2 separate regions of the Sparus aurata genome follow, and region 2 is linked to region 1. Evidence: chromatin contacts called from public Hi-C data. All regions are on one chromosome and are shown on one strand. The core of a region is the stretch at or near the end of the contact, and the rest is flanking DNA. Distances in the headings are between cores, read along the strand shown. Region 1 holds the start of rnf13 (ring finger protein 13). Region 2 holds the start of rubcn (rubicon autophagy regulator).

Region 1 (6,539 bases), core at 411-2,910:
AACAAAAGGACTACCCACTGTTTTCACACTGTGTTGAAGGAGCGGTACAACAATTTGAAATGTTCTTTGAAAGTTTTACAGAGGTCTGCTAATTTGCATTTGACCTTTTTAAAGTCTGAAGCTGTCACATTGTTTTTGTGTTCAGACTTGGCTCAGAGCAAACAGTGACTCGCTTGTTAAGATTCAAGACCCGCAAGTTGTGATGATTATTTTTTTTCTTGCACAAGTTAGAACACAAATGAAATCTAAATAAAGAAATGTAGATGAATGTTGTGTAATCTATTAACAGAAATCCAAGAGAGGCATACCATCTTCACAGTATGTTGTTGTAGCAGAGCACTCCTGCTACTTGTTCCCACCCTAAACTATTAAATTTGAGTCTGTTCAAGTTTAAAGTTTTTTTTTTATTCTGTTATTTGAATAGCGCTTTTATTCTCCATTTTTCTGAGAGTACATCATTTGCACACGTTAAGATTCACAGGTGCACAGGAGAAGACCGAAGCCTGATAACCTGATGAAGATCCAAGTACCGGAACATGTTGTCATTAAACTTGAGCACGTGAAAAGAAATAATTATTAGCAAAGAAATGTAATGGAAATTAAATGAAAATTAAAATGCACAAATTAAGACATGTTCCCTTTACTTTCCCTAAGAGTTTTAATACAAAGATCTTCATGTACTGTAATCTTGATAACTTGCAACAAGCTATCAGAGTATTACCGTATTACTAACTGTATGTTATGCTGTTTGTAATGATATAAATCTGTATTCTACACAAGTGTTGTTGTGTGCTGAATCCCACAACTGTAATTTAACAATATTCTAGCAAATAGACTTGGAAACAAAACGTTTTTTATACATGTTGCATTTGTGTTTTCTGGTGTGGTTTGAGTCACCTTAGCCTGCTGTGAATGGGTAATTTAAGTGTTCAAACAGTTTTAAATTGTTCTTTGTAAAGTGGTGGGTTTATTCATAGATTACCTACATATCTTGTGGCAATCCCTTTTTAATGCATGACTCTACAGTTACCCCTCTTATAGTGCAGCTTGACTCCACATGATTCATTTTGTTTGATTTCTTATTTGTTGGTTTATGAGATTACCGTACATTTAATTCCATCTCTCCTGTATGGCCTGTATTTAAACATATTCCCTAGTTTCCAATTTTTTTCATGTATTGTCAATAAAATCTATGTTTTCGTTATTGCAGTCTCAGTTTCCAGTTTGTTCTGGGTCTTGTGTATTGGATATACCTTGTTCACATATGTATAAAGTCTTGAAAACATGGACTGCAATAGTTAGAGACCCCCTAAAAAGAAGTGCACATCATTTACTATAGAGGGTGCTAGAGGTTAAGTAGTATTAGCTGTTTCAAGACTTTAAGGGGGAGATCGACATTTGTGCGGATGAAAAGGGGCATCCACTTTTTCGACTTTAAAGATGCAGTTTCTTTAAATATCCCATTCTGCTGCCACTTAACTCCTAATGCACTGTTGCATCTCCAGTAAAGCTCTAAATAGAGGCTGGCTGCTTGGCTCAGGGAGTTCATGCGACTGTAAAAGGCAGCAAATGGTTGTGTGTGTGTGCCATCACGTGGATATGTTTACGTCTGGGGTCACTTCCGGAACGGCATTGATTGGCAGACGATTCGTCCAATCAGAGGTCGGCTGCAGAGCGGCGCGTGTGGCGGAAGTTTGCGCTCTCATGAAGGCAGCTGCTAGCGGAGAGGATTAAACTGTAACGTTTTATGATCATATTCTCGGACCAAACGGGATGAAGTGCACCCAAAAGCTTCGCTGTCGTGCATTGTCCTTGACGCGACGCATGGTAAAGGAGAGCGATGTCACTGCCAGTAGCTAAATTCCCGGACAAGATAAACCTACAGGCAGAAATAAAGGTAAACACCCACGACAAGGCTGCTAGCTAGCCGTGCTAGCATCATGCTAACACGGGAACAGGACGCTCTGTTTTTGTAGCTAGCTGTACACGTTTTAGGGTGTCTGCACACCAAACCACTGATTCATTTATGGGTGTGACTGCACCCCAAAGATCTGTAGCTAACTCTGATTGGTTGACATTAACGACACTGCCTATATTCGTCAAGAAATGTTTTCGTGTGTAAACCGTAGCTACACATTGACCTATGAGATTGGGTTGAGAAAGTTTTTTTCTGATTTCCTTCCTTTGGTCATTGTCAACAGCATGTTTTGATATTTGGTGTCCCCCACCCCCCAATAATCACATCAGTTTTGGCATGTAGCCATCTCACTATTACCTCATAGTGTATATTAGTAACTTTGGTCATCAGCAGTCATTTGATGTTAAGTCATCCTCGGCTTGAAGTTATTATGAGCTTTCACTTCCCCTTTGGTTCTTTGTTACATACAAGACCTTTTATATGGTCTGTTTAAGTGACATGTCTGTGCCACGTAGCTTGTGTATTTCATGAAAAAACGCGTTTCAATATTTGCATTTGAGTCACAAATGTGAGCGAAGTTACACCGCGGAGGTCATTTAAAAACATAACTGCTCTTTGAAGACATGTTTGTAATCCTCTACATCTCTTCTGTGTCATTTTGGTGCAAATAAAGGGTTGGGAGAAAAGATGATGTAAACTACAGTATACTGTCTTGTATACTGTAGTTCTCCATGGCTATTTGCAAATTAGTGGTAGGACTGTTATAATGCTATATTTACTCAACAGTGTCTTACTAGGAGTCGACATATATGACTTTTTTGATACAGATTATAGGAAATCAAGGAGACTGAAAACTGATATTTGGAATCGATATTAACTTGCTGTAAAAATGAAGATCTTTGCGTCACCATTTTAAACAACCACTGCAATTTCCTCAAGAACTGTTTATATGTACAATTCTGTGGTACTTAACCCTCTGCTATTTCATACTTCCTCTCCTCTACTTTTATTTGACACACTTAGTTTCTAGGTACTCTGCAGAGTTATATTACCCTTTTGTATACAGGCTATTAATTGTGACATGTTACCGATCAGATACTGTTGTGGGCGGGACATTGTGGGAGGACGTTGCATCAAAGCCGAAGTAGCACATTTTGAAATTGGTTTATGTTATCTGCAATTGGACGGAGAAACCACTGATACCGACAGTTGGAAAAGGGCAAAATATCAGCCCTGATAGTTGGCCACGTTCAATAATTGGTCTACCCCATGGTAGTACCATGATTTAAATCTGATTAAAAGACTTATTCCCATATAGTATTCTATGTGCGAACATTTCACATCTTGCGTTCACATTGCCATTGTTTTGATAGATATTTAATTGTGATAGAATTCATGATTTGTGGGAATGATAATTTTTACATCACTGAAAAGATTTGAGATCAAAATCCTGTAACGTGTAACATTTGTTGTGGTCTGTGCTAGGAGTAGACTGATTATCGGCACTGTCCAATTATCTCATGCAAAATCCCACCCACAACACATCACAATTTAATAGCCTATAAACAAAAAAATGATATGGATATGTAAAGGAACTAGTGACAGTCAAATATCGGTATTGAATATTGGTTATCGGCCTCCTTGGTTTCCAATAATTGGTATCAGCCCTAAAAAAAATCAGATCGGTCGGCCCTAGTCTGTACCAAACAATTCTTTTTACATAGGTAGAAAAAGATTTGTAGACCATGACATCTCTGCAACACCACAGTAATTCAATATATCTAAAAATGCAAAATATATACATTTCCTAGGATAGTGGGAAATTTATATTATCTGCTATGTATTGATATTGGTGAAATTATAGGCAATAAATAGACACAAACATAGACATCAGGCGTCACCAATGTTGTTGTATGTCACACGTTTGCCTTTATAAAAACATTTATGCTGATTACGAAGGATTTTGCACTGAGCCGTATTGCTGTTCAATTGTATTTAGATTAATTGTGCAGCCCTACTGAAAATTTCCTATATCATGACATATCAATAATACAATAAAATGCCATTTACTCTGATAGACAATATTATATCTCCCACACATACTATAGATTCATTTATTGTGCGTCCCTCTCTCTCATGTATTTTGACACACTGGTATTATCTGAATGATGGATGTCGTCAAAGTCGTCTCAATATTCTGTATGTCCATAAAACCCATCTCCTAGATGTCATATCTTTATGGGTAAATAAATGAAGGCACACTTTAAAGGTCCACTTCTTAAGAAAGTTGATTTTTTAGTCTCATTCCCAACTCGTCAAATACTAATGCTTTGGGGGTTGTATGTCAGGTCGGCTGCCATCCCACTGCGTCAGTATTTGACAAGTTTGGAATAAGACAAAAAAAATAAATCAGCTTTCTCATCTTCTCTCCAAAACCCCAAACAATGACAATGATTAGTTGGCTGGTTATAACTGGCTCTTTAGTTTATTTATTTTTTTCATCATCTTTATTGGGGCCATGACCTCACAGAGATCATACATATCCGTAGCTGCTCAGTATGCAATATCTTGTTGTTATGTGGGAAGAGACATCAGCAGCATTAGTAGGACAGTCGAGATGGAAAGTTGCATAACAAAGATCCAGTCCTGTTCCACAGATGTGATTAGGGCTTAAAATTGAATCTCAGTACTTGTTTTACAGTGAATTGTGTAGATTGGAAAGATTTAAAGCAGGTGTGATTTCGTGTCCGTATCTTGGATTGCTTGTATTTAGTTCAAGAACGTATCACTGAGTTTATTGGTTTTGAGCACAATGGTCAGTTAGTAGGTTAAACCTAAGTCTAGCATGTATTTGTCAAAGATATTTTTGAAACATTGCTTTGTTTGTGGCAGCAGTGTGTCTGTAGGGATCCCACGGTTTACATTTCAAAGACTCCCTTGCTTTAACAAACAAAAAATGTTTTACCAAAATCAATCTTAAGTGTTTCTACAGCAGAGTTGAGGCAGTTTATTGAGTGCAGATGCTTCGACACAGTGTAACGTTTCGGAATAAATGAGGACAGGTGCTACTAAAGCAGATGTCCCCATCTGCTCAAAGCATTACTGCTACAGTACATTTGGCAAATTCCTCTGATATAAACTAGATGCAACACATGTTGGCACTGCAATGAAATGGAAAAATGTAATAAAACAGAAATCTGGGCGTGTATTCCAACCAGGTCCAGCCCCCTACTCACACACCCTTGATGTATTGATTTAATTAGAAATCTTTATTATTGTTTTCAAAATGTACCAAACAACAACCATAATCCCCATACGCTACTACAACGCAGCTTAGTGGTCTTAAGCCTGGCAAGTCCTTGGCTGCTGATTTCTCCAGACCTGATCACATGCTGCTGTCCAGTTTGTGAGCTTGTACCCCTGACGCTGTGATGTTCGACCTGAAGCTCACTTCAGTTCTCAGGAGTCAACTGGCTGGCTAACCCAACTCATAAGACACACAAGTGACACTGAGCCAAGGCAATACCTCAATGAAAATGTACTCAAAGGATACGTCTGTGGTCTCCAAAGAGTGTACATTACTTTTGGAAGGTATTTTTTCAAAATAAAAAAACAACAACAGGGAAGGGGTATCACTGATGCTGTATGCTGTTGTCCAGGTGTTCACCAAATGTGTTCTGCAAGCTGAAATGCCACCTCAAATGAACCTCCCAGAAGGCGTACACATGTGGAGTGAGATAATCTAAAGACCAGATGCACGATTGGAACAGGTCGAGGCTTGGACAGTGCACCGCTGGAACAATCGTGCGAGTCAAACACAAGAAAATTAGTATGAAGCAGTCAACAGTGTTGACAGCTGAATCCCAGTACAGCTAATCTGTCTGACATCTTTTGTTTAAGGTGCCAAATGTAGATTTTTTTTCTCTTGACACGACAGAAACCATCACATCTGCAAAGTTGTTCTGTTATAGCTCACCTTGAAAAGAAATTGACAATTCAAATTTTTCCTTAAATGTCAATGTCAGTTCCACCCTGCGCGAGCTCAAATTACACCTATTAACTATATGTGTACCTGTTTGCTCTGAGGACAAGTACAATAAACTAGCTTGCAGTAGATTATAATGATGTTATTAAGTTTGTTTTAAATAATGTTCCTGGTCAGAGCTCCCTTTCACTGCAAAAACTACATCTATTATGTATATATAAACGTATGAGTATATTTGTCTGTCTTATTACAATCGAGCAACACTCTATGTATTCATAGTTTTTTTTAAATGTATTTTTTGAAGTGTCATTTTTTCCAGTGTCACAAAAATGTTGCATTAATGCGAGTGTTAGTATGACAAGAGTGAGGAGCTGCTGAGTTTGTGGTTCTGATAAAAGCATATGCCATTTTGAAGTGCGTATGTCTCAGTCGGGATTGTAACTTTAGTTCATATATTAAAGCAGGAAATGTCAACACTTTTTATCAGTTTATGTGGGTCAAGGCTTTACATTTACACAAACGTTGGTCTCTTTTCTAGGTGTGACGACACCACGTGTGTATACGGGGTTCCTCTGCAGGCCAGTGTGCATGGTCATTTGTGTGTGTATGTTTACGAGTGAGTGGCATAGCAGCAGA
Region 2 (6,045 bases), core at 3,430-5,929, 130 kb after region 1:
CAGATCACTATCCCATTTTAACTTGGACATTTTGCCGTTATAACAAGAGGTTTTTCCGGTGTTATCACGAAACACAAACTTATCGTGTGTTTTTTTGTGTTGTCAACGATCTTTTGAGAAACCCTTTTTTCTCTGTCATATATGGTAATATAACAGAAGACATGGCGATATAACTTGAATAGATCTTTATAGAACAATAAAATATATTGAAATAATGTTAAAGTATCTATTTTTTTGCATGAAATATCTTTACATAACTTGAAAATATTCTGTTGTAATGTGGAAATATCTTGCCATAACAAGAACACAGCTTGATATGACGAGACAATCTATTGAAATAGCATGAAATATCTTGCTATAGCATGAAAAACATCTCGATATAACATAAAAATATCTTGATATAATAAAATATAGAAAAATAAACTAAAAATTAAAAAATATGTCAAAAATGATACAATGTAAAAAAGAAGCTTCCGTAGTTTTATACTCCTCATTATTGATACAAAATTAGAGGAAAAGAGTTTTGTACATTGCAGAAAAACAAAACACCAGCTTTCCTTTTTTCAAGGCTCGCTTGGTTGTTATGTTCGCAGGCGGCACCACCATGTGAGTCCAATCTCCCTTTTAGAGTTTTACAAAGTTACACGTAATCAGATCACCCGTTGCTGAGGTCCAAACAGAGCTGGACCGGCCCTGCTGGCTAATTTACACTGCAGTATCCTGGCTTGACATTTGGATGGCCTTAGTTTTTAGTTTTTTTTTTTTTCCTATCGTTTGAACGTAACAGTCCCCGTATGCCTTTGGAATAGATCAATTTTGTGTTGTATAATCCAAATTGTGGTGAATAATTTGTGTTATGTAACAGGAATGACCTCAGAAAACACTAGCTGATAGATTTAGTATGACCTGAATTCCACACCACTGTGCACGTCTGACTTGACTGAAGCACAGAACAAAAGTGCGTCTTCAATTTTCCGTCTCCTCCACGAAGGAATAACTTTAAAAAAAAAAAAAACTACAGCAGCTCCTTTGTTGGAGACTTAAAAAACTGGATCGACCGGGCTTTGAGTTCCTCCTTGCCCACTTCCCACTTGTCATGTGTGTTCATGTTGCGGCAGGTTACGGCTCTGAGTCACAGCGGCTCGTCCACAGCTGTGGGAAGAGCCGGGTGTGTTTTTTACGTCACTGTGAGCAAATAGAGTGAATTCAGTGCAACACCGTGACATGGCTCTCCACGTCACTGGACTGTCGACTCCAGACACGTACTGAAAAAGGCTACATGTCATATGAGCACGTTCAACAGAATGTAATGTGAGGTCATGTGCCTGTATGATCTGAGCGTGCGTGTGTTTGCTGTCTTTGAGTGTATTTTTGATTACTTTTCGCATTAGATGGGCCCCCATATTTGTAATTCTCCCATACATTCTTCTTCTTCTTCTTATGATTTATTAGTGTTATTGTTGTATTTATTATTTTCTACATTTCTGTAGATGTAAAGCACTTTGTAACCTGGGTTTAGAGAGGTGCTAGGCTACACAGATTAACTTTTATTTACTTACTTATCATGCAGCTGCTGAAAGAAGCTTTTATCCACACATTACAGTTTGATACATTTCTGAGGTACTTATTATTATTCATTCTTCTACATTTATTTGAAGGATACAGTCGCTAGTTACTTTATCAGATTACACTTTTACACGTAAACTCCACAACTATACGATTAAATCATTGTTGATGGATGAAGGAAGAAGAATACAATCAAAATGCTATTCACATGCTAACGTATCAATAAAAACAATCTAATAATGACTTTATATAACTAGACTTGCACTCACTGGAGTGCCCTTTGATTCAATGAAGCCTAGTAAAACATTCATGGAGATCTATATCGCAATGTTGAAAGAGCCATCCCTAATTTGTTTTTCGTAAGAATATGTGGCCACATTCTTACGGAAAAACAAATTAGGGAAGTATATAACCAGAGTAACCTCTAACTGCTGCTTACTGTAGCTGCCGATACCTAATCGAGTAAGTTTGCGCCTCAGCTAGTGATTTGGACTGGGAGCTTTGCGAAACAGGGTAGCGTCTGTGTTTACAGTGCTAGCACATGAGCTTTGGACAATGATGGGACATTGGTAAGCTGGTAAGCATGCTAAGTTTCGTATATATCTCTGCAACACAAAACATAGACATCACAAGATCAAAACTGTTTTTTCTTCACATTCCTTTGCTAAATTTGTTTCCAACTAGCATTGTTACATATTGCACCTTTGAAGAAGGTGAGAAAAGATTCCTGGATCTTTCCCTTTACTGGATCCACACCAAAACGTAATGGGGTCTATTGTAGACCAACACCCATCTTACTTCAAAGGTTTTTGGAAATCCGTTCTGTAGTTTTGGTGTAATCCTGGTTACAAACCAACAAACAGACATGAAAACATAGCAGTCTTGGCAGAAGTAATAAGACAAAATAAAGGGACTGTTCTGCATAATCAGTAGTTATATTTTGAAGACCAAATTCTTTACTTTTCTTAAAGACATTTTTCTTATACGTATTTTAACATTGTGATATTACAGCTTTTTTATTACAGTATTTAAGAATGGAATACTTCCTCCAACACTGATTTAATGAGACTGAGACAAAAAAACATCTAGATAAACATTGAATAGATTTATCAGTGTATTGTATCAGAGGTTGTCTGCTGAACTGCTGCTTGCAAGCTCTCCTCAGAGAAATGTACAGCTGTGTGTGTGTGTGGGGGGGGGCACAGTGTTTTAAATTACTTTCAGAGAGTTATGAAATACAATCTCAAAGATTTCACCCTTTGCTCAAAAAAAAAATGTCACTAGTATGATATGGTTAGTTCCACAGAATGTCAAGTGTCACTTCATGTCACTCAGGACAGGGAAGGAAGTCTTGTGTAAGCACAGCGGTCATTTGTGCTCTGTAGGAACTGCTCACTCTGTGTGTGTGTGTGTGTGTGTGTGTGTGTGTGTGGGCTATGCAGGGACAATTACTCACCAGTCTGTCATACACAACCACGCCCAGCAATTACTGTTGATGGGATTTACTGTAAGAGCCAGACACTGCTGACTCCCTACTGCCATCAAGCGATGCAACTGGTTCAGGCCAATAGAGTCCATTGAGACGAGCGATAACTCCAGACTGTGGTGCCATCTTGTGGGTTCGACATGGAAGTGCCTGCCAGAGTGGAAGGAACAGATCAGGGGTTACCGCTCATTAAAATACCTGGTCTTTTATCACACGGCACAGGATGTCAATGAGCTGTTTGATTGTCAGTTATCTCCCATAGAGCTACAGGTTTGGCAGCAGGCCTCCACCAAAAACTGCTTATCTGTATAACCATAGTCACGTAGGTTCAGTGCTTAATAAATGTCATATTTTTCAAGATCAAACTGCAAACTTGAGAGTAGCAGATCCATCTAGAATGTTATCAGTTACACTGGTGCTTTACCTGCCATGACAAATTAATTCAATGTTATTGATACAGCCAGAAATCACAGCCATGTTTTGTGTCAGTGGGCTTTACAATCTGCAAGGTGAATGACGCCCTCAGTCCTTAGACCCTCAATTTGAGTGAGGAAAAACGTCACATAATGAAAAGAAAAAAACACTTATCAGGGGAAAAAAGATGGACGAAGAGCCACAGAGGAGGGATCCGTCTCCTAGGATGGACAGACATGCAATAAACGTGAGCTGTACAGAACTGAATAACATCACACAGTTTATAAATTTAATTGGCAGAATATCTGATACAAGTAAATTATAGAAAATATATGTGAAGAATGTGGATCCATGGCATATTCATTTTTTTTTTAAATCAATTCATTATATTTTTATTCAGTTTTGTGTCCACATGTTACTGTATGGTTTGGTGTTCAATGCAAGCTGTTTATAAAGTTGCCTGAAACTACTGAGCAGGCCAAGGCATCGACAAGAGGTGCGCGAGCCACACAACCTCCATCAACTGTGGCGGCCTGGAAGAGGACAGGCCACTCAAGATCGTTAGCCAAACAAAACAAATATCAGAATGTATAATATTTTTTGTTACGTTGATGATGTTCCATCAGGGCCCGAGAGTATGACAGTCCAGCAGGAGCCAGGAGAGAGAGGTTGCCGTAGGGGCTGTGGTCCAGCAGAAGTTTCAATTTTGAGGTACTTACACTTGATTTTTTCATTTTCAACATTCCAAGAAAATATTAAACTATTTACTCACTTTATCAATCGAAGAACTTTAGTTACCTTTCAAATTATTAGCTGCATTTGAGCAAATTAGGCCATAGTTTAATGAACTTATTCTTTTTGATCAACAATAAGATAAAAAACAAAATACAAGTATGTATGTATGTTTGTATGTTGTATACAGGCCTGGCTTATATGATATTTAAGAACATTTAATATCAAATACTTTTTAAACTTTTACCAAATTTACATTTTGCCACAATATCTTGACTTCTACTGGAAAATCAACTGTGGGTACTTTGCACAACACTGGAGGTGAATGGTGGACATCACATTACATTTAATGAAAGATCACAGGAGGCCGACAGGAGCAGGGTGAAGCAGTAGTGTCGAGGTCGGTGTGAGTGTAGGAGTCACCTTCCTCCAGCAGGTGGCAGTGATGCGACACTGAGGACGCCAGCCGCCGTCCAACCCTCGTGAAGAAGGACGACGCCACCGCCCACTGGCTCATGCGGCCTGCACTGTTTTGATTCACAGCTCGGACAGGCAGGGCAGACATGGCAGAAGACTGGAAGTCCGGGTGACTCTTTCAAGCTGCCCTGTTGCTGGGTTAAAACACCGCTTTCCCTTCATAAGACAGACGTAGTTATCGGGGAAGCTGGCAGCTTTGTACGGTACTCGATTCCGGCCCGATGACATGGAGATCTCGGCAGAGGGAGAGGCGGAGGAGCTCAGGTGAGAGTGACAGCCGGGGCTGGGCTGCTTAACTTATCCGGCTATCTGGGTTAAGAGCGACTGTGGTTATATAAACAACACAACTTAGAAACCGTACCACTCAGAGTCCACTCGCTTGTTAAACAATGACGACAAGAAACGATTTTTCGAGCTGCAACTCACTTAAACTGAGCTGTTCTTGTAATGTTAAGGAGCTAGCTAGATAGACAGCTATAGCAGCGGTGGATTACCGACGCCGGAGTGCTAGCGTTAAAGCTAGGCTATGCTAACATGACATATCAGGGTTTGACAGCTTCTACTGGACAACATTATCTGCGATGTTTGTCAACCTGGCTATTACGAAAGTTCAGCTGATTGTCTAATTACTGAACGTTTTGTCTCATCAAAGGAATCCGCATATGTTTTGGCCAACCGCGAGAGCCATTAGCATTAATAGTGCAAACTGTTAATGCTAGCTATCTCCGAGCTAGGCTAGGTTGTGTTAGCGACTGAAGCTAGCAGTCAGGTGACATTGCGATGTGTCGCTGATTCTGTTGTGTAGTTTATTCACAACCTGTTAATGGAAATAATACAACGAACACGTTCCCAATAAGCACCCGAAGTTATTACATTATTAGCATTTGTTAACACGACTACTTGAAGTTTGTTGCTGGGAGGAAATGCTGCATAAGAACACTCAGTTTCTACCGAATTAGCTGTTACAACAGACCTAACAGTGAACAGTACACATACACTATACGTACTGGTTCAATATCAGCAGCGTGTGCAATGTATCAGTAGTATGAGGGCTTGTGATACACGTGTAAACACACACACACACACACACACACACACACACACACACACACGCGCACACTAAACAGAAAGAAAACAATCCTTAACCTCAGCAACCTCGCTGAGCCTTGTAGAATTTCATGCCATGATGTCCAACACACACACACACACACACACACACACACACACACACACACACACGCGCACACTAAACAGAAAGAAAACAATCCTTAACCTCAGCAACCTCGCTGAGCCTTGTAGAATTTCATGCCATGATGTCCAACACACACACACACACACACACACACACACACACACACACACACACACAC

Evidence for each region. Hi-C and Micro-C count contacts between places; a contact is called where the count stands out from the background.
Region 2: a contact with region 1 is called in a Hi-C map of an unstated tissue, with 6 times the contacts expected there. The contact joins the promoter of rubcn here to the promoter of rnf13 in region 1. A contact is called at or near these places in 2 of 2 Hi-C or Micro-C datasets (skeletal muscle and an unstated tissue).

Annotation. Positions count from the first base shown.
Region 1 is chr11:18,814,310-18,820,848 of fSpaAur1.1, forward strand. It overlaps rnf13 (ring finger protein 13), which reads left to right and starts at 1,661. Exons shown (of 10, transcript XM_030434031.1): 1 at 1,661-1,897; 2 at 6,442-6,539. It overlaps LOC115590933 (a long non-coding RNA gene), which reads left to right. Exons shown (of 3, transcript XR_003985858.1): 3 at 1-1,204.
Region 2 is chr11:18,943,964-18,950,008 of fSpaAur1.1, forward strand. rubcn (rubicon autophagy regulator) reads left to right here and starts at 4,680. Exons shown (of 22, transcript XM_030433159.1): 1 at 4,680-4,939. The coding sequence starts at 4,902.